Regions from separate parts of the Mus musculus genome. Here regions 2 and 3 are each linked to region 1. The links are chromatin contacts, called in public ChIA-PET maps. All regions are on one chromosome and are shown on one strand. Each heading gives the region's core, a stretch centred on a gene start, on an enhancer-like site or on the middle of the called end of the contact. The rest is flanking DNA. Distances are from core to core; before and after follow the strand shown.

Evidence for each region. ChIA-PET counts read pairs in DNA pulled down with a chosen protein or histone mark.
Region 2: an RNA polymerase II ChIA-PET map of memory CD8 T cells shows a contact between it and region 1, with 10 read pairs. The contact joins two enhancer-like sites.
Region 3: a contact with region 1 is called in an RNA polymerase II ChIA-PET map of memory CD8 T cells, with 52 read pairs. The contact joins the promoter of Msl2 here to the enhancer-like site in region 1. A contact is called at or near these places in 4 of 39 promoter capture datasets (3T3-L1-derived adipocytes, the C10 cell line, the HPC-7 cell line and 1 more), 7 of 115 datasets of contacts at active chromatin or transcription factors (the 230-238 cell line, astrocytes, bone marrow-derived macrophages and 3 more) and 1 of 9 other capture datasets (macrophages).

Annotation. Positions count from the first base shown.
Region 1 is chr9:100,684,440-100,687,585 of GRCm38.p6, forward strand. All of the region lies in intron 1 of Stag1 (stromal antigen 1), which reads left to right. Among named protein-coding and RNA genes, the nearest start is that of Stag1, 43 kb to the left of the region's middle. Within about 2 kb of position 1,527, at least 50 of the 459 cell types and tissues checked have an H3K27ac peak or open chromatin away from gene starts, as enhancers often do. A contact at or near this core is called in astrocytes, forebrain and memory CD8 T cells, where this site is marked.
Region 2 is chr9:101,098,189-101,101,334 of GRCm38.p6, forward strand. Msl2 (MSL complex subunit 2) reads left to right here. Exons shown (of 2, transcript NM_001100451.2): 2 at 2,383-3,146. Among named protein-coding and RNA genes, the nearest start is that of Msl2, 25 kb to the left of the region's middle. Within about 2 kb of position 1,468, at least 42 of the 459 cell types and tissues checked have an H3K27ac peak or open chromatin away from gene starts, as enhancers often do. A contact at or near this core is called in memory CD8 T cells, where this site is marked.
Region 3 is chr9:101,073,128-101,076,273 of GRCm38.p6, forward strand. Msl2 (MSL complex subunit 2) reads left to right here and starts at 1,635. Exons shown (of 2, transcript NM_001100451.2): 1 at 1,635-2,293. The coding sequence starts at 2,152. It also overlaps the pseudogene Gm46140.

The sequences.
Region 1 (3,146 bases), core at 277-2,776:
ATGTAGTATCTCTCTGCTCCTGAGTGGTCTGTGTCTGTCTCCTCCATGTTCTCCTCTGAATTTCAGTTTACTTTATTCTGACTTGAACGATTCTCTAATTTCTGTTGTATCAATTACAACCTAGCATTCCATCTCTCTGTCCTCTTACTGGAAGTTCTGCCCTTCTCCTTCTTGACCCAGCTATTGGCTGTTAATTCTTTATTACAACCAGTCAGTAGTGAGACAACCTCCGATACATTCCTAGATTGCCTGTATGCATGTGAGGATGGACTAATGTTAACAAAATAGAGAACTGGCTATTGTCCATAGAAATGACAGTGATGAGAATCTTGCCAGCACTGAGCTCTTTGATGATACTGAACGAACAATTAAAAATAGAGACACACAACAATTTGAGGAAGGTCACTCCAACAGTTTCTCTTTGTCATCTTCATTATATTCCCTTCCTAAACTTCTGTTTTAGTAACTACAGTAGTCTCTAGCTGTTAATCCATTCTTTGAAGTTTTTGAAAATTTAAAGTTATAGTAATTATATGTAAATAGAATCTTCTGTCACATTTAAGTTTCTGGAGCTTGTTAATAAAAAGTTCTTTATCTAAATTATCCTGTTGGGAGTACCTCCCCTAACATGGTGAGCAATACCATGAATTTATGCATTCTGTTTACTTGAACTATAGAAAAATTGCTTTTTGAGGCTGTTTTTTGTTTTGTTTTGTTTTGGTTTTTCGAGACAGGGTCAGGCTGGCCTCGAACTCAGAAATCTGACTGCCTCTGCCTCCCAGGCGCTGGGATTAAAGGCGTGTGCTACCACGCCCGGCTGAGGCTAAGTTTTTAAATTGTGGACATTCACAAACTATTTCGTTGGCACTGTTTTGCAAAGAACAGGTTATGTTTTGGATGTTTCATATCCCCAGCATTGCAAAAATTATTCAAAGAATAAAGTTTTTTGTTACAGAGTTGAATAGTGACTGCTGATAAATCCTAGCTAGCTGTACGTCTTTTTTAAAAATCAGGAATCTATGGGAAGTGATCTCAATTATCAGTGAATTACAAAAATATTTCTTTTAAATAGTCCAATGTCTTGTGGTGTTCACATTGACCAAATATTGAAAAACATTTTGGTAAACCACATTTAGGCCAACTTTCTCATTAATATGGCTTCATGACAGTTTGACAGTATATTGTGGCATATGTTCATTCATTATCCTTGATGTTTCATTTGCTAAAAATAGTCCTAAAAATTCCTTAAAGCAGTTTTGTTCTTTAAAAAGCATAGTGTTCAACTGTCACATCTTATTAATTATAGGCTTCATTTTGAAAAATAAATCACAATAGAATTTTAGGTCAAGTGTATCAAATGTCCCTTTTGTTAAGAGATTGTTGCCTTTTTAAGGTAGTTTCTCTTTCATTTGGATAATGTGCTGTGTTGAGCTTTGGTTGTTAATTGATAGATGTGGTATCCTCTCTGTGAGAGCTTTTAAAATGCATAACACGTATTTCAGAAAGCAGCTGTTGCTATGGCAACTCTCGGGGTCACTTGCAGCTCAGCTTACATGATTGGCTGTTAATGGAGCCTAATATGCTTGAGAAGAGAATTGAGCAAATGAAAGAGGGTTTGAAGGAATCCTCTTAAACCACTTGAAGTTTAACAAAATAGCACTCAAAAATTTAACACTTATATTACTGTTACTCAGTTTTATATGAGTGATTTTATGAGTAATGACAAGTTCTGAAAAATAATTTTTATAAACTCTTAAGAATGTTGGAATCTTGTTACTATTTTCCCTCACATACTGTTGTTTAAAGAAACACAGCTGTCAGTCATGTTCTGCGCTCTACACTCAAACCTCTGAGAAGTTAATTGAATTGAGGCATGAGAAGGTTGTTAATTGTATGGGGCCAGAACAAGTAGTAAAACCAGGAATAGTGTCTACATTTAGTGTAGTTATGTGAATTAGGTTAGAGTCACTTTTTATTCAGATTCTTAAGATAGTTCCATGAATACCTGCCTCTCTTATGGGAGTGTTTGAATGGTATAGGAAGAGATGGTGCAGTGTACTTTGAATTTTGAGGTTGATACAGTAAACACAATTAAGCATAAGAATTTCTAGAAATTCTGTCAAGCTGGCTCAGTGGGCAAAGGCTCTTGCCACCAAAACTGATAACCTGAATTCAACCTCTGAGACCACCATGGTGGAGGAATAGTCCTTATTCCTACAAGTTGTTCTGTAACCCCCTCCAAGTGCATCATGGCATGGAGTGTGTGCACTTGTATCCCCCGCCCCCAGATGTAGTGAACAGTTTAAAAAGAACTGGCATAATGAAAATGAATCATGTAGAATGGCACCAGTAATGTCAACCTTGTTAAATGACAGTTTTCATCTGTGTCCACCTACTATCACTTCTATAACTACGGTATTAATAATAGAGTGTCTTGCCGGGGGGTGGTGGCGGCGCACACCTTTAGTCCAAGCACTTGGGAGGCAGAGGTAGGCGGATTTCTGAGTTCAAGGCCAGCCTGGTCAACAAAGTGAGTTTCAGGACAGCCAGGGTGTCTTCATTTTAGCTATTAGATAATAGTATATGTAATTAAAATTAGGTTGTTATTCAGGTGATGTTTGGAGAATAATAACATCTCTTCAGAAATTATTTTATTTTGTAAAAGTGACTTGGTTGTCTAGGGCAGAAGGTATTGGAAATAGAACTAAAATATGGGACTTATTATATCTGTTTCTACCTCTAGAGCTTTAAAAAATTGATTATACATATAGACCAAGACATTGAGAGACAGAGTCAGGAGGATTGTGAGCTTGAGGCAAGTCTGAGCTACATAACAAGACCCTGGGCTTGGGAATGTAATGTGCTCAGTGGTAGTATATGTCTAAAATGAACAAGACCTTGTGGCTTCCCCAGCATAAAAAACAAACAAAAGATTATGGTGTAGTGCTTAAACCGATGCACCAGATTTTACTCTGCTGGTATATTTTGTTATTTGATTTTTGACTTTGTTGTCAGAAATAGCAATAATTACCTTTGATTTATTAAAGAGATATTTAGAAATTTTTAATCATTTTGTTTTTAAATGGTACTGTTCAAGTGATTAAGTGATTCTACATCCTGTTCTACTGAGACAATAATAGAAGTAC
Region 2 (3,146 bases), core at 218-2,717, 410 kb after region 1:
CCACTGCCATTTAAGTGTATCAAGTGCTTGTCAGTTACGTGGGCGTGTATGTGTGTGCTTCCGTCTGTTCGTCTGTCCCTCTCTGCTTTCCCACCTTAATTTTCCCTAGTAATCTGATTAGAATATTTTTTTGTTAGATTGGGTAATCAAATGGATAATCAAAAAGACTGTGCTTCAGCCTGGTGTGCTGATGGTGCCTTCTGAACAAACAACTGTGTTACTGATGTAGGTTGACTGTGAATACACCTGTGTGCAATCTTTGTTGTTTTGGGTCTTGAATTTATAGACTGCCCCTTCCAGGGAAGCTGTGAGTAAGAGCCATAGCTCTAGCTCTTGGTACTTTTTTTTGAAGACCATGTCCCTTTATATACTGCAGCTCAGGTTGTCCTGAAACGCGACCTTCTGCCCTCCAAGTGCTGAGATTACAAAAGTGTGTGTGTGTAACTTGTATATAAGTGTTTCTAAATACTTTTCTTCCTAAATATTTAAAATATCTTCTTGGTGCTGGTTTTAAGTAGGAGTGTTGGGAAATATAAATTACTGAGAGTTCATTGGTAATATACATAGAAACTCACAGTTATATACAATGTTTTCTTGTGGCCTTCCTAAACCCAGTGACTCTCAGAGTTCTTGTGAATGGCTTTCTTGGAATTATATATATATTCTAGATAAAGATATGGGAGTATCTAACATCTTAGAGAGTTTTACATCTTCTTTTTCAACAATGTCCTCCCCCCCCCCCCCAATCCCCTTAGGGACCTCAGGTGTATGTTTGCTGTAGGTTAAAGAAGTTTAGTTTGCTGGAGATGAATGTTATAAACTGAAAGGTTTTGGGTTGTATGTTGTTGGACTCTTGTGGTTGTGTCTTGTCTTCTTGATGGCTTTTGTCGTTATTTTCTTGTATATGTGGCCTTAGTTCCATGGGGCTTAATAATTTTTTTTGTCTTGAGATTTTTGGTGTTAGTTATTTAAAAATTAAAAATGAAGGTGTCAGGGAGATGGCTGAGTGGGTAGAGTGCTTCCTATGCAAGCATGAATGGAGGTGCTGTCTAACCCCACACTGGTAGGGTGGAGACAGGCTGATGACCCAGTAGAATCTACCCTTCTATTGTTCTTACTTGTACGTCATTTATAATTTGATAGCTGTCTCAAGTTGGTAGACCATTTTACCATGTGTGTTTGTGTGGTATGTGCACATATGTGTGCCAATCATGTGTGCAGAGGCTGTAGGAGAGGACATTAGATGTCCTGTTCTATTTATTTTTTGAAAGGTGGTCTCTCACTGAACCTGGAGCTGGGAGCCAGTGAGCTCCAGTGGACCACCCCACTATTCTACCCCTTGTTGCTAAAGTTACACAAGTGTGCCACTACAACCAGCATGTTTATGTGCTTTCTGGGGATAGGAGCGCAGCTCCTCATACCTGTGCTGTACACGTTGTTAGCCCTTCCCAGCTGAGCCAGCTCCCCAGCTCCACTTTCACTTTCCTAATCTGTTGCTGTACGAGGATACCTATGGTTTATAATAGAACAGTTCTTTTGAGTTCTGGCGTACAGTATTACTTCCATTTTTCTTTATTGTAATAAGTTTAAACATAATGGCCCACGTCTGTGGTTTAGAGGGAAGTTGTTAACGTGAAAAAAAAGTCTATTGAGCCAGGCATGGTGGTGCACAAGTTTCTCCCACCAATCCCGATCTTGTTCTTTTGAGTCAGGGTCTCTGTATAGTCCTTAGCTGCCCTGGAATTCACTATGTAGAGACCATGCTGTCCTTGAACTTATATAGAGATTCACCTTCCTCTGACTCTATAGCGTGCTGGGATTAAAGATGTGCACCACTGTGTCAGGCTCAGATACCCCTCATTTTATTCTGTTCTTATGTTTTAGTCCTTGTGGGAGATTTGAATTGAATAAAACTCCCTTTTCTTTTAATGAATGAGCCCTTACTCCATTGTAGTTTACATTTTGATCTTATGGCTCATATATATAATTACAGGTTGGAATTAGATTTGTACCAATTCTGTTCAATAAGTTGTCTATTCTTCTCTTGTATTAGTTTGGGGCCTCAGGGGTTTTAAGCCTACACTTTACCACCACACTTACTTCCTGGTAGCTTTTGGAGAGAAGACCATAAGGAGGTTGGTGTTAACATTTTGTGGGCAAGACCGAAATCCAGGAAGACTGTGATTTGAGATAACGGAATGGAGACTATGTTACAGAAATGAAGTAAGATGTTGACGATTTCTCCAGTTATCTCTGTATACCCTTCCTTCCAGTCTAGTGAGTCTAACAAATTTCAGTTTAAGAGATTAATGTCTGAACTCCATTATATGAAACAGTATATTAGTTTTGCTAAAATCTGTGCTTTCCTCCTCCTCCCCTTAGGACATTTGCTTCAAGATCCTATTGCACCCACCAACTCCACCTGCCAACACTATGTCTGCAAAACTTGTAAAGGCAAGAAAATGATGATGAAACCTTCATGTAGCTGGTGCAAAGACTATGAGCAGTTTGAGGAGAACAAGCAGTTAAGCATCCTAGTGAATTGCTACAAGAAACTGTGTGAATATATAACCCAGACGACACTGGCACGGGATATAATAGAAGCAGTTGACTGTTCTTCTGATATTTTGGCTTTGCTTAATGACGGATCATTGTTTTGTGAGGAGACCGAGAAACCTTCAGATTCATCCTTCACTCTGTGTTTGACACATTCCCCTTTACCTTCAACTTCAGAACCCACAGCTGATCCTCAAGCTAGCTTATCTCCAATGTCTGAGAGTACCCTCAGCATTGCCATTGGCAGTTCTGTTATCAATGGTTTGCCTACTTACAATGGGCTTTCAATAGATAGATTTGGTATAAATATCCCTTCACCTGAACATCCAAATACAATTGACGTGTGTAATACTGTTGATATAAAAACTGAGGATCTGTCTGACAACCTGCCACCTGTCTGTGACACGGTAGCCACTGACTTGTGCTCCACAGGTATTGATATCTGTAGTTTCAGTGAAGATATAAAACCCGGTGACTCTCTTTTGCTGAGTGTTGAGGAAGTACTCCGCAGCTTAGAAACTGTTTCAAATACAGAAGTTTGCTGTCCTAATTTGCAGCCAAACTTGGAAGCCACTGTATCCAATGGACCT
Region 3 (3,146 bases), core at 385-2,884, 390 kb after region 1:
CACCTCATAAGCTTCACTTTGTGAACGTGTACAGCGTTAGTATGTGCAAAAAATATCATGTCGGAAGAGCAGTTTCTATTTGTGCTACCCAAAAACGGGTTTGTATTTTGAGAGGGGAGAATCACGCTGTTAGGCTTTATTTATATCCAAGTGTCCTCAGCCTTCTGCAAAAAAGGCAAAAGCTTTGTGTGTGCGTGTGTGTGTTTTAATGCAGAACAACGAAGGACTCAGACACTTTCGGACTCTACAGAACCAGAGCATACATCGCGGGCTGTGTCCACGCACAAGGGCAGGCTCGCTGGGGACCTAGAGGAGTGGCTTTCAAACTTGTGGGCCAGCGCCTAGTCCACGGCCCGCCACGCGCTAGGTTCCGGGAGGAGGCCGGCGAGGCCGGGGCTGGGCTGCCATCCTCCCACTGGGGTCAACTCCGGTCCCCGAACACCCTCCCCCCACCTCCGCCCCACGGCGCGACGCGGGCAGCCCACGCGAGGGGAGACCGTGCCCGCTACCCCAATTCACCACAACCCACACGCCTGGGAGACCGGATTGGAGAGCACGTGGGGGAGGGGCGGAGAGCGCGTCCGGCTCGAAACCGAGCATGCTCCGTGCACGGAACCGTAAGTGGCGAGCCAGACATGCGCAGTGAGCTCGGGGTGTGCTGGCGGCGGGGCAGGGCGGGGCTGGCGTGAGCGGGCTAATGTGTTTATCCGGTTTTCTGGGTGGGCGGTCAAAGCGCACGCGTAAGGGCGAAAGGCGGTAGGGTCGGGGTGGGTGTGTTGGGGGGGTTTGTGCATGCGCAGTGAAGCCGGCAGCGCGGGGAGGGTGTGGAGGGGGCTTTTAGAGGAGAAGCAGGGGAAAAGGGAAGCGGAGGGAGAGGAAGGGCGGGGGGTGGGGGTGGGGAGGGGGGGTGAGAGCGCGCTGTGCGCATGCGTACAAGGGCTAGCGACGACGGCGGCGGGGGAGGCTCGGGGATGACAGTGTCTTTGCCCGTTGGGGTAACGGTCGTCGTTACCGGCCGGGCCTGAGGCGCCGCACCATCTACTGCGGCCGGAGTAGCCCCGGCCCAACGGAGCTAGAGCGGCGCGAGAAGAAGCGTGAGGGCGGCCAGGCGCGAGGGAGGGGCCTGCAGCGGGCCTGGTCGTGCGCGCTGGGTGGCGGCGGCGGCGGCCTGGCGGGGTGAGCTCGCTTAAACCGCGGCTGGGCAGGCAGGCGGCGGCGGCGGCGGCGGCGGCGGCGGCGCAGCACCGTGGCAGTCGCGCTTGGAGGAGTCGTCCGTGCCGTGCCGAAAAGATGGCCGGGCTGTGAGGGGGCGGCGCTTGCGCTGGTGACCCCAAGTGTGCGGCTGAGAAGCGGAGGGGCGCCGCCGTCGCCGCCTGCCTGCCTGCCTGCCTGCCTGCCTGCCGGGCCTGCTCCCCGCCCCCTCCCGCCGCCGGGCCCCGCGCGCACTTCCTCCCGGGCCTCCCTTTCGGGCGGGGGCCTCCCTCCCGCCCGCCTGCCGCGCCAGGCGCAGCGTGGGCCCCGCGTCCGGCATGGCGAGAACGGCAGCGGCGCGCTCCCGCCGCAGTAGCAGCAGCAGCAGTAGCAGCCACAGCAGCAACAGCAACCTCCGCCGCCGCGGCTGCTGGCACTAGACCCGGGAATCCGACGCCTGCGCCGTAGTCCCCACCGTCCCGCTGCCTCCGCGACGTCGCTGCGATGGAGTAAGGGCCCCGCCGTCGGAAGAGAAACGTGTGGACCGCTTGGACCCCACCGGGCCCGCTCCCGTGCGCGCCAGCTCCACCCGGAGGTGCCTCCGCGGCCGGACATGCTGCTCGAGCGCAGGCCGCCCGCCGAGCCGCGGGGCTAGAGCGAACCCGGAGCCCGTCCGGAGCACCCAGCCGCGGCCGTGTCGGACGAACTCGATCGCTGATTTCGCTTGTCTCTCTTTGGTCTGCAAGTCTCAGGGACAGAGGAGGGGCGCCGAGGCCCCCATGTGTGGGAGGATTGCTTCAGCTTCACAAACTTGCACGGATTTTGGTTGCTGCTTTGGCCAGGGGTTCTGCTCAGATTTCTTCCGAATTGTTTTAAATTCGCCATTGTTCCCTGGCTGCTTACAAACTTGGATCCGGAATTTCTTTTCAACCGGGAGCCATTGGTGTCGAAGTGTCTGCAATGAACCCGGTGAATGCTACTGCTCTCTACATTTCCGCGAGCCGCCTAGTGCTCAACTACGACCCCGGAGACCCCAAGGCGTTTACAGAGATTAACAGGCTCTTGCCTTACTTCCGACAGTCCCTCTCGTGCTGTGTTTGCGGTGAGACGCTTCTTTATTGTTCCCCTTTCCCTGCTTGTTTTCTAAAGTTCCTTTGGCAGTAGTAACGTGAACGGTTGGCCGGCCGGTAGTTCGTCTTAAGGGGTGGTACTGTGCAGTAGTACACGGTCGTTAGTTTTGAAAGTCGCCCAGGGACTTTTGCCCGGCGTTTCAGAAAGGCCGAGAGCCTTTTTCAGCCACCTTTGTACGGAGGCTTTAACGTTCAAAATGGTTTTATTTCGCTTTGACACATCTTTCTGGTGTTTTATTTTTTTAAAATACATTTTAAAAAATTCTTCGACGGCTTCACACGTATAGCGGTGATGTCTTAAATGGGGTTGAAATGCCAGCGGCATGCTGCCTTCTTTTTAAAACCTCTGCTGCGGGAACTGATTGAATACCATTGTCATTAAATGTGGTCAAACATTGTTAAGAAATATGCACTGCACTCGTGTTTTGCAGAGGGTGGATGGTATAATCTTGATGCACCTCCAGCCAGAGACCTCAGTGCCCCAGGTTCTACAACAGATGGTTTGAAGGTTAGCACTGACCTAATGAAGCTGATGGTACTTTTTAGTTGGTGAGATCTTTTTACAGACTAGATTTTCTGTAGTTTTAATGTCAGGTGGCCTGGCAGAGTCGCATTGTTTATTTACTTGCTTATTTAAGACAGGTTCCTACTATGTAGCTTAGGCGGACTTCGAACTAGTGGTCTTAGTGTCTCAGTCTCTTGAATGCCGGTATTTCAGGCATGCACAGCCATGTCCCGTTTCAGAGGATTATTTTAAGATTTTTTTCAAAGGGTATTAGCCCCTGTCGGTTACAATACTTAATCAATCGTAAGAGATGAGTGAAA